2 separate regions of the Mus musculus genome follow, and region 1 is linked to region 2. The links are chromatin contacts, called in public Hi-C maps. All regions are on one chromosome and are shown on one strand. The core of a region is the stretch at or near the end of the contact, and the rest is flanking DNA. Distances in the headings are between cores, read along the strand shown.

Region 1 (5,244 bases), core at 1,602-4,101, 190 kb after region 2:
GGTTGCTGGGACCTTCTGGAGGTCCTCAGTTCAAATCCCTTACACGCTGAGCCATCTCGCTAACCCGAGTTTGCAGATTTTTATGAAGCTGCAAGGAGTTATGCAGAGCAGATTCCAGCTGCTATCTGTAGGCCTATGGCACTCTTCCCTCATCTCCCAGTACCTCAGGCTGATGTCCTGTTTGCCTCTTCTGTATACTGTGATAAGTGTTTTCTTTAGATGGGTGGAGACTGAACGATTGATAGCTTATTATAACTTTATCATATCACTTGTAACCTACCTAAACTGAGCAGTAGCCTGCTCATATACCTACAGCAGGCTCAAAGTCATCTATGTATAGTAGTTTCCTGGAAACCAGCCATTCTTAACTTGTTTCAGAGTTTGCCACTTCTCTGTCCACATGGACTGTGTCAGGACTCTGTACCGTCACTGAGTTCTTCTGTTAAAATGTGGCATACTTGACTCATGAGTCCTGTTCGTGTGCTGTAGTTGTGTTGAAACAGAAACAAATTCCTCTTTTTTTTTTTTTTAAAGGTTTATCTATGTATATGAGTGCTCTGTCTTCATTCACACATACCCAGGAATCAGATCCCATTACAGATGGTTGTAAGCCATGTGGTTGCTAGGACTTGAACTCAGGACTTCTGGAAGAGCAGCCAGTGCTCTTAACCTCTGAATCATCTCATTTGATTTAAAGGCAATTTTTTGGACAAAGTAGAAAATGTCTTTTAACTTAGAGGTGGATGGAATGGATTGAGGTGGTCTTAATTCCGTATAGATGGTTTTGATGATTTGATAGACTTTTAGGAGACTTTCCTCATGTGTGCTGTACTTAATGTGATAAACTGTTTCCATTAGATGATAATGTAATGTCCTGTTCTTCTAGGTATCCAAATATATCTTGTGAGTTGCTCACATCTGATGTCTCCCAGATGAATGATAGACTGGGGGAAGATGAGTCCTTGCTAATGAAATTGTATAGCTTCCTCCTAAATGAGTCCCCCTTGAACCCACTACTCGCCAGTTTCTTCAGCAAGGTGCTAAGTATTCTTATCAGCAGAAAACCAGAACAGGTAAATACTGTTTTCAAAGGTAAGTATCTGGGCTGTGCATCCCCAAGATGATGCCAGGAACTTTGCTACAGTGCTCTGAGTCTGCCTGATGGCCATTTTCTACAAAAGAGTGTGTTTTAGGTCTTTAGGAGTCTGAGAAACCCTGGTTTACTCATTAAGGAGTATTTCCCCTTTGACATACTCTTTGAAGAGCTTCAGCTGTGTTTGTTAGCAGACTTTGATTTCTTCTCTGGACACATAATCACAAGCATTTTTGTGAGAGTAGCAGGTTGAATCTGAGTACATATCTAATGACCCTTTGGATTTAACAGTTGGCTTTGTTTAGTTCCCTAATGATGATCTCAAGAGAAGCTAGAATCAGGTATTCCTGAAGATGAATTCCTCCTGACTAGTGCTTTTTACACTTTGGTAATGTATTTTAGCTTAGATACCTGGATGCCCTTGTGTCTCAGCAGTCCTAGTCTATCGCACTGGATAATACATCTCAGTATTCTTATAGATACCACCCCTTGACACCTTTTCCTTTCTAATTCAGACTTACGTGGAAATGCCGTTCCCAAGGAATGGTTCACCAAGTGTGACCTTTGGATCAGTGTCAACAGCATCTACTGAGATTTTTTTAAAAGATTGCTGTGCAGGAGTCTTGACAGTGGGGGTTTCTAGCGCATCTTTCATTTCAGTTCATGCTATTGCCTGCTGGAATTGGAGAACCATTTCTCTAGTGGATATTGTTGTGAAGGTGCAAGAGCTCACTTCCAAGAAACAGCTAGAGCAGCGGATGCTGAGTGCAAGCTGACAGATCAGTTGCAGCAAGCAGAGATGAGCATGGTCAAGCCATTCAGACCTGCTGTTTACTCTTCATGGTGGGCAGTAGTCTCCAGTTACTTGGTCTTGCTCTGTGGTCGGCACACATGATAGAACTGAAACTATTTTGGGCCCATTATGTTCTGTTCTCTGTTAAGTCAGGGACCATGTTTTATTTTAGAAAGATGGTGTTCTTTGTGTTCAGGTAAGGTTTTTATTTGAATACAAGGGCAACTTTCCCAAGTGTGTTGGTAGGAAGATCCTTTGCCTTGAATCACAATCCCTAAGTTATGGTCTCAGTAGTGTAAATGTCTCCCATTCTGCCCTCCACATAGCAATCAAAATATCATTGGCAATTGCAAGCCATCATATACCCTGGCACAGTTAGTTCAGAGATGGGTGCCTCCATCAGTAAGGCATGCTTCATTATGTTTTTATCTTTTTTTATTTTGTATTTATTTTTTGGTTTTTCGAGACAGGGTTTCTCTGTGTAGCCCTGGCTGTCCTGGAACTCAGAAATCCATCTGCCTCTGCCTCCCGAGTGCTGGGATTAAAGGTGTGCACCACCACGCCCGGCTTATGTTTTTATCTTATATCTGCTGTTAGACCCAGGCTGAGGAGCTATGATTTCTGGTGTATATAAGACAAATCATGAAAATACGTGGAAGAATTTCTGAATCTCTGTGTTATTGATACCAGAGCTCAGTCAGTTGTATTATCTGTCTGACAATGATGATGTGTGTCAGTTGAACCCTGAATGAAGAAGAGTCCTGTCTGTCACCTGGTTGCTCCTTGTCTCTCTAGCCTCAAGTCCTTGGATGATAATGAGAGTACAGCAGTGTTGCTTATGTAGCTGCTTTTGTCTTTTAATAAAAGCTTGTTTCCTGTTGCTTGGTAGTGTTGGTTAGGACTTAGGCACTGCCAGTGCTGACAAAAGTCCACATTCACATGGTGTAATCAGCCTTTAGAACAGGGTGTCCAACTGTTGGCAGTGTTGAATGGTTTAGTCTTCGACAATGAAATCGGCTTGTGGTCCATGCTGTATTGTTCATAGCACCAGCTAAGCTTTGTGCGTGTAGGCTCTAGGACCAATGTTTCTGCCATGAAATGAGGGTGTAGTTTGGTCATGTGTAGTTGGTCATGTGTGACTTTTTCCTTCTCTCTTGCTGCCTTTCAAAGACTACTGTAGAACTCAGCTGTGACTGGCATGGCTGCCACTCCTTGAAGAGGTGTGTCCATTTGACATCGTCTACACAAACAGTATAGTGACTCATTTTGAAGTTACTTGGCAGTTGTAGTTCTAGCTGTTCTTTCTGGCTGTTAACATTCTTTGTGCAGCTCAGTAGCAGTCCTGTGACTCTCATGGCATGCAGATCTTAGTTTAAATCCCAGGACAGTTTCCTTTCACTTGTAGCAGATACTAACATGTCTGAGCCTAGGATTTCTCATCTAGAACAATGAATCTTCACCTTCCAGGGCTTAGTGAAAATTTGTAGCAGAAACAAAAACCCTATCGGGCTAGAGAGATGGCTAAGTGGTTAAGAGCACTGACTGTTTTTCCAGAGGTACTGAGTTCAATTCTCAGAAACCACATGGTGGCTCACAATCATCTGTAAATGGGATCCAGTGCCCTCTTCTGGTGTGTCTGAAGACAGCTACAGTGTACTCATATACATAAATAAACAAGTAAATCTTTAAAAAAGAAACAAAAAACTCTACCACTTTGCTAAGCTCTCCTAGGACGTGTGGTGGAGTTTTAATAGATGCTGTTGGCTCACTGACACAAATAAGAAGACATAGGAAGTGGTGCAGGACAGAGCATCATTTGCATTCCAAGTTCTTTCCCACTCAGCACAGCCCCCTCTTCCCAACCTCCTGTTAGTCATACATGCAGCAGTGCAGCCTAAATCACCTTGTGACCAGGCAGGTTAGCTACTTAGAAACAGCTTTGCTTTGAATCTCCCTTCGTTTTAAAATATTCTGCATTTTAATTTTAAGTCTTATAGGATTGTTTCATAAAGTAGTATATGTATTTTTTAAATATTTGTTTCATTTTATGTATATGGGTGTTTTGCCTACATGTATGTGCACCATGTATATGTCTGGTGCCCACCAAGGCCAGAAAAGGGTGTTGACTCACCCCAAAACTGGAGTCACAGCTGGTTGTGAGCCAACATGTGGATGCTGGGAATTGAATCTGGGTCTTCTAGAAGAGCAGCCGGTGCTCTTAATTGCTAAACCATCTCCCGCCCCAAATTGTATGTTCTTTAGCTGTTTGTAGGTTTGTAGATAGCTGTTGCTAGGGAATGAACAATGAAAATAAACAGAAGGCAAAGGTTCAGTCAGCTTCATTTGTAATGGGGATGCATGTCAACTTTAAGGGTTTTGAATATTGCAGCTGTTAGCCAGATTCCCCATGTGCTTGCCGATTCGGTACCTGCTTGCTTGCTTGCTCTTAAGCTATCTAGCAGGATTTGAGAAATGTTGGTTATTCTAGATTGTATATCTGAAGTTATGTATCTTTCAGTTTGATTTGTTTTCCTCTAGATTGTGGATTTCTTGAAAAAGAAGCGTGATTTTGTGGATCTCATTATAAAGCACATAGGAACTTCTGCTATCATGGATTTATTGCTCAGGCTCTTGACATGTATTGAGCCTCCACAACCCAGGCAAGATGTTCTGAATGTGAGTAGAGATTTAAACTGCTGGGGGTGCTGTTATGTTGGCCACTGGGCTCCTGTGTGCTGGGGGAATTCTACAGAATGAGAGGGCAAGGAGATGGTTGTCCCAACACAAAGATTCAGATTTTAATTTTATTTTATTTCTTTGAGACTGTGCTCTCCTCATGACCCTGATTGTCTTGAAACTCACTGTATAGACCTGGCTGGTCGCAAACTCAGAGATAAGTCTCTATGCCTCCCAAGTGCTGGAATTAAAAGCATGTGCAACCACACCATCTGAGATTCAGACTTTATTTTTATTCTTAAAGATTTATTTATTTATTTATTTATTTAATCTGAGTGCACTGTATCTGTAGAGATGGTTGTGAGCCTTCATGTGGTTGTTGGGAATTGAATTTTTAAGACCTCTGCTTGCTCCAGTCCACCCCACTCGCTCCAGTCAACTCTGCTCACTCAGTCCCTGTTTGTTCAGGTCCAAAGATTTATTTATTATTATACATAAGTACACTGTAGCTGACTTCAGACGCACCAGAAGAGGGCGTCAGATTTCATTACAAGTGATTATGAGCCACCATGTGGTTGCTGGGATTTGAACTCAGGATCTTTGGGAAAGTAGTCAGTGCTCTAACCCGCTGAGCCATCTCTCCAGCCCCAGATTCAGACTTTATAGGACGAAGGCTCAGGAT
Region 2 (5,224 bases), core at 40-2,539:
GTGACTTGTGTGAGTCCCCAAGTGACAACTAACCCTTGAGATGCTGCCCAATTCCTCTAATGTTTGTTTGACAGATTGCACTCCCAATCTTGCCTTGCCTTTAATGCCTTTATGATGTGTGGATTGCTATATACACATCACTAGACCTCAAATTGGTGAGCTTTTTCTCTGACATACACAGATTTCAATTCAAGAAGTCCAGACTCAGCAAAGACCATTAATAATCCCTATCAGCAGGGCCCCCGTCTCTACTCCACGCTAGGGAAGTTACACAATTACAGAACAGAAATTGGGAAAGCTAGTACAGGACAAACCACAGTCACCTACCTAATCCTGACACATCACCTGCTTGGACGTATTATGTACACAGACATTGCCCTGTGATCTAAAGGATGTATCCACGTGGCAGACATTAGCCCACGATCCCAGAACATTAAATATTATCTTAACTGCACCGCTTATCTCCAGGTATCTGAAAGTTCAGGTCTCACTACCAAAATGCCAAAGGTCTGTGTTCTAAACGCTTGCTAAGCCAGTATTTCTGATATTCTGCTGTCCAACAGGCGAGTCTAATTTATAAACGGAAAACCTGTATTTTAAACAGTTTGCTGGTTGACTTATTGAAATTTTAGAGCTGGTTCCTAGGGGTCGGGGTGTAAGTAATACAAGTTTTTAAGAGTTGGACTTCTAAGCTCCAGCCAGACCGTTAAGCGCACAAGCTAGCGGCCACAAGGGGAGGCAGGCAAGTAGACAAATGAGGAGGAAGGAAAAATGTGATGGATTTTCCTCATTGGTAGGTAGAAGAGTTTGGGGTGCAGGCCTCAACTATTTCCGAGACCAACACCTTCTAGGGTACAGCCTGATCCAAGACTCGCCTACTCTCGAATGTCCGTAGAGTGCTCGCAAACTGCCCAGCATCGACTGGCGATCGCCGTCAGCCCACCTCCTCCTCCTCCTCCTGCGCATCCATGCTTCTCTAAGGGCTCGGCCCATTCCTCCCTCCTCCGCCTTGAATCTCCATTCCTCACCGCCTAGCGCACCGGGTCCCCATTCATCCCTCCTCCGCCCCGCACCTCGCTGTCCATCCCCAAGCGGCTCATGGGGCCTTCACGACAGCTCCCTGGACAGCAGTGCGGGTCACTTACCCGGACGCGGCAGGCCCGTGGCCCTCACACCGCAGCGCAGCCACTTCAGCGATTCAGCCCCGCGCGGGGACGTGGACCGCAGCGAAACCCAGTTAGCTCAGCTCACTGGTGCGCGCTGGACCCCACCCGGACTGCCCCGGAAAGACGTCACGAAAGCGGGACCAATAGGCTGTCGCTGGCACGCGCGGCCGCGTGCGGTGGGCGTGGTTTGTTTAGGCCACGCCTGCTTCAGGAGCTGCCTTCCAACTTGGTCCCGCCTTGGCCACGCAGAGCTATTTGGAGCCGATCTAACGGAAGTGAGCGATCCAGGGACTTGTAGGCTATGTCTGTGTCTAGGGCTTTTCCCAGAAGCCGGGGAGAAGAGGGGTCAGATCAGGTGAGCGCAGATGTACTCGGACGATGGCTGGTCTGGACAGGGCAGCTCTAGAAGGCCTCATGAGGTACTTTATGAGGCTCTTCTGACCCGGTTCCTGATCTTTCTTCCCATCGGCTATTCAACTCCTTAAGGCGGTCCAGCCTTGTCCTTGCTCGCAGGCATGGCTTGGCTACTGAGGTTTGCTTTGCACACACTGCACCTGCCAGCTTCTGGCTAAGCATTTCACCTGAAAGGCAATACACTGATTTAATCCTGCAAGAAGATCTCGCTTTTGTTTTCAAGTCCAGAAACAGTCTCACAAAGGGCTTTGGAATTTTACACGTGGCATGACACGTGGGACGAAATGGAAAGCCTGTGAGACTTGCTTTTAATTTTAAAAGATTAGGGTTGGAGAGATGGCTCAGCAGTTAAGAGCACTGATGCTCTTGCAGATGACCCCGCTTGATTCCCAGCATCCACACGGTGGCTCACGACCATCTGAAAGAGCAGTTCCAGGAGATTCCATGCCTTAAGGCCTCCAGTGCACGTACATACATAATATGTATTGGAGTAGGCAAAATTCCCATACATAATGTTTGTATTTTATTTTTGAGTCAGGGTCTCTCTTTGTATCCCTTCTGTACTGGAACTCTGCATAGATCCAATTGTCCTTGAACTCACAGAGATCACTTGCCTCATGACTTCCTGTGCTAGGATTAAAGTCATGGGCCACTGCATCCAGCATACATAATTTTTAAAGAAAGAATTTAACGTAAAGTAGGTTTTGCAAGTCAGTAGGTGAATTCTGCTACTGAATGCCAATTTGTGTAAAACCCTTTTTAGGTCTCCTACCATGCCCATCCAAAGCGATCATCGTTGCCAGTTTTGTTTTGAGACAAGGTTTCACAGTCCAGCCCTGGCTGGTTTGGGGTTTCACAGTCCAGCCCTGGCTGGTTTGGGGTTTCACAGTCCAGCCCTGGCTGGTTTGGGGCTTGCTATGTAGATCATCCTAGCCTTGAACTCACAGAAATCTGTTTGCCTGCTGGGATTAAAAGTATGTGCCACCATGGCTGGCCTATTTCTAGTTTTATAACCTGTCTTGAGTCCTGGGATCAGAAACCAATGGACCCTGCTCTGAGCTCTATTAAGACTATATATAAGCCTTGCTGTGCTGTCATCAGCACAACCTGCTTTCCGCTGTGTGGAATTTGCCCATCAATGGCTTGCTGAAAGCAGCTGGAGGAAGGCACTGGCAGACAAGCTCCTTTTGCTTTGTGTTTATTTTAATCCCCCAAGGTGTTCCAGAAGAAGAAATACAATATCAGTGCTCAGTGAAAACACTCCTGAACCATGGAAATGGCGTGTAGTGCTGTTCACCCTTTCCTCAGATGTCAAGAGTCTCTGGTGTTCAACTCACAACTTCCTCAAATGCCAAGGTACTCATTTCTCTCCTAAGAAAAACAGATAGTAGGGTGTGGTGGTGCATGCCACTGATCCCAGCACTCAGGAGGCAGAGGCAGGAGGATCTCTGTGAGTTCCAGGCCAAGGCTACATAGTGACACCTTAAAAAACAAAATAAACCGGCATGTGGGGGTTGGGGGAGAACTGGAGAAATGGTTCAGCAGTTAAGAGCACCAGCTGCTCTACCACAGGGGCTCTCAACCATCTATAATGAGTTCTGATGCCCTCTTCTGGCATGAAGGGGTATATTCAGATAGAGTACTCATATACATAAAATAAATAAATAAATCTTTTTTTTTTTTATAAAACAAATTCCCATTAATTTCATTTTGGTTTTTTGTTTTAAAGATTTATTTATTTATTATATGTAAGTACACTGTAGCTGTCTTCAGACACTCCAGAAGAGGGCATCAGATCTTGTTACAGATGACTGTGAGCCACCATATGGTTGCTGGGATTTGAACTCTGGACCTTCGGAAGAACAGTCGGGTGCTCTTACCCACTGAGCCATATCACCACCCCCAAATAAATCTTTTTTAAAAAGAGAAACAGACAGACCCAAAGTGTTTTGAAAAATTGGAAGCAATGTGCTTGTTCACAGGTCTTCATGAACATTACTCTGAATTTCCCAGGCAAGTAATGAGGTAAAAATGGTAGAAGTAGAGCCAGCCAGGCAGTGGTGGCACACGCCTTTAATCCCAGCAGCTGGGAGGCAGGGGCAAGCAGATCTCTGAGTTCGAGGCCAGTCTGGTCTACAGAGTGAGTTCCAGGGGCTATACAGAGAAACCCTGTCTCAAAAAAAGCAAAAAAAAAAAAAAAAAAAAAAAAAAAAGGTAGAAGTGTAAATTTTTTCCTTTTTTTCATGACAAGGTCTTGCTATAAAACTTTAGATGGCCTAGAACTCACTATAAAGACTACGCCATCCTCAAAATCAGATATTCACCAACTCTGCCTCATGAGTGCTGGGATTAAAGACATGTACCATGATAACTGGCTAAGAATATAATTTTAAAAGTAAATTTTCATTATTTATAAAATATGTGAACTATTTTATTATTATTACTATTTTTTTTTTTTTTTTTTTTTACTTTTGGAGACAGGGAATGTTCTGTAACTTGCTTTGTTCACTAAGCTGGAGGAAGTCTGAGATTTGCCTACATCTGCCTCCCAAGTACCACCAGTGCCCAGTCAATTTTTATATGTATATCATTTACATGCAATACCCATGAAGAGAGTGTCTTATCCTGCAGTCACAGATTGTTGTGAGCCACACATGTGGGTGCTGGGAATCAAACCCAGTTCCTCTACAAGATCAGCAAGTGCTCTGACCATTGAGCCATCTCTTCAGCCTCTTTTTCCCTTTTTTTTTTTTTTTTTTTTTGGTTGTTGTTGTTTTGAGACAGTTTCTTTTTGTAGCCCTGCTTGTCTTAGAGCTAGCTCTGTAGAGCAGGCTGGCCTCAAACTCACACTCTTCTTCTTCTTCTTCTTCTTCTTCTTCTTCTTCTTCTTCTTCTTCTTCTTCTTCTTCTTCTTTAAAAGATTTATTTATTTGTTTTATGTAAGTACACTGTCATTTAAGACACACTTAAGAGCATCAGATTCCATTACAGATGATTGTGAGCCACCATGTGGTTACTGGGATTTGAACTCGGGACTTTTGGAAGAGCAGTCAGTGCTCTTAACCGCTGAGCCATCTCTCCAGCCTGCCTGAAGTTTTATTTTAAAAAGAAGATGAGGGCTGGAGAGATGGCTCAGTGGTTAAGAGCACTGACTGCTCTTCCAGAGGTCCTGAGTTCAATTCCCAGCAACCACATGGTAGCTTACAACCATCTGACACCCTCTTCTGCAGTGTCTGAAGACAGCTACAGTATACTTACATATAATAAATAAATAATTCTTAGCCAGGTTGGTGGCGCAAGCCTTTAATCTTAGCACTTGGGAGGCAGAGTCAGGCAGATTTCTGAGTTCGAGGCCAGCCTGGTCTACAGAGTGAGTTCCATGACAGCCAGGGCTACACAGAGAAATCCTGTCTTGAAAAAACAAAACAAAACAATAATAATAATATAATAATTAATTAATTCTTAATAATAATATTAATAATATTTCAGGGCTTTAATCTCAGTACTTAGCATTAGGGAGGCAGAGGTGGGCAGATTTCTTGAGTTTGAGGCCAGCCTCTTCTACAGAGTGAGTCCCAGGACAATCAGGGCTACACAGTGAGACTGTCTCAAAACAAAATTATCTAGAAGTATAGTGAGTGAGT

The links. Hi-C and Micro-C count contacts between places; a contact is called where the count stands out from the background.
Region 1: a contact with region 2 is called in a Hi-C map of muscle stem cells, with 1.7 times the contacts expected there. A contact is called at or near these places in 1 of 39 promoter capture datasets (the 3T3-L1 cell line), 1 of 484 Hi-C or Micro-C datasets (muscle stem cells), 1 of 130 datasets of targeted methods (embryonic stem cells) and 2 of 9 other capture datasets (adipose tissue and pancreatic islet).

What each region holds. Positions count from the first base shown.
Region 1 is chr19:3,517,563-3,522,806 of GRCm38.p6, reverse strand. Ppp6r3 (protein phosphatase 6, regulatory subunit 3) reads left to right here. Exons shown (of 24, transcript NM_028999.1): 4 at 887-1,073; 5 at 4,425-4,562. Among named protein-coding and RNA genes, the nearest start is that of Gm23940, 30 kb to the right of the region's middle.
Region 2 is chr19:3,704,358-3,709,581 of GRCm38.p6, reverse strand. It overlaps 1810055G02Rik (RIKEN cDNA 1810055G02 gene), which reads right to left and starts at 1,289. Exons shown (of 4, transcript NM_028077.3): 1 at 1,146-1,289. It overlaps Gm36608 (predicted gene, 36608), which reads left to right and starts at 1,414. Exons shown (of 3, transcript NR_167751.1): 1 at 1,414-1,521; 2 at 2,797-2,936.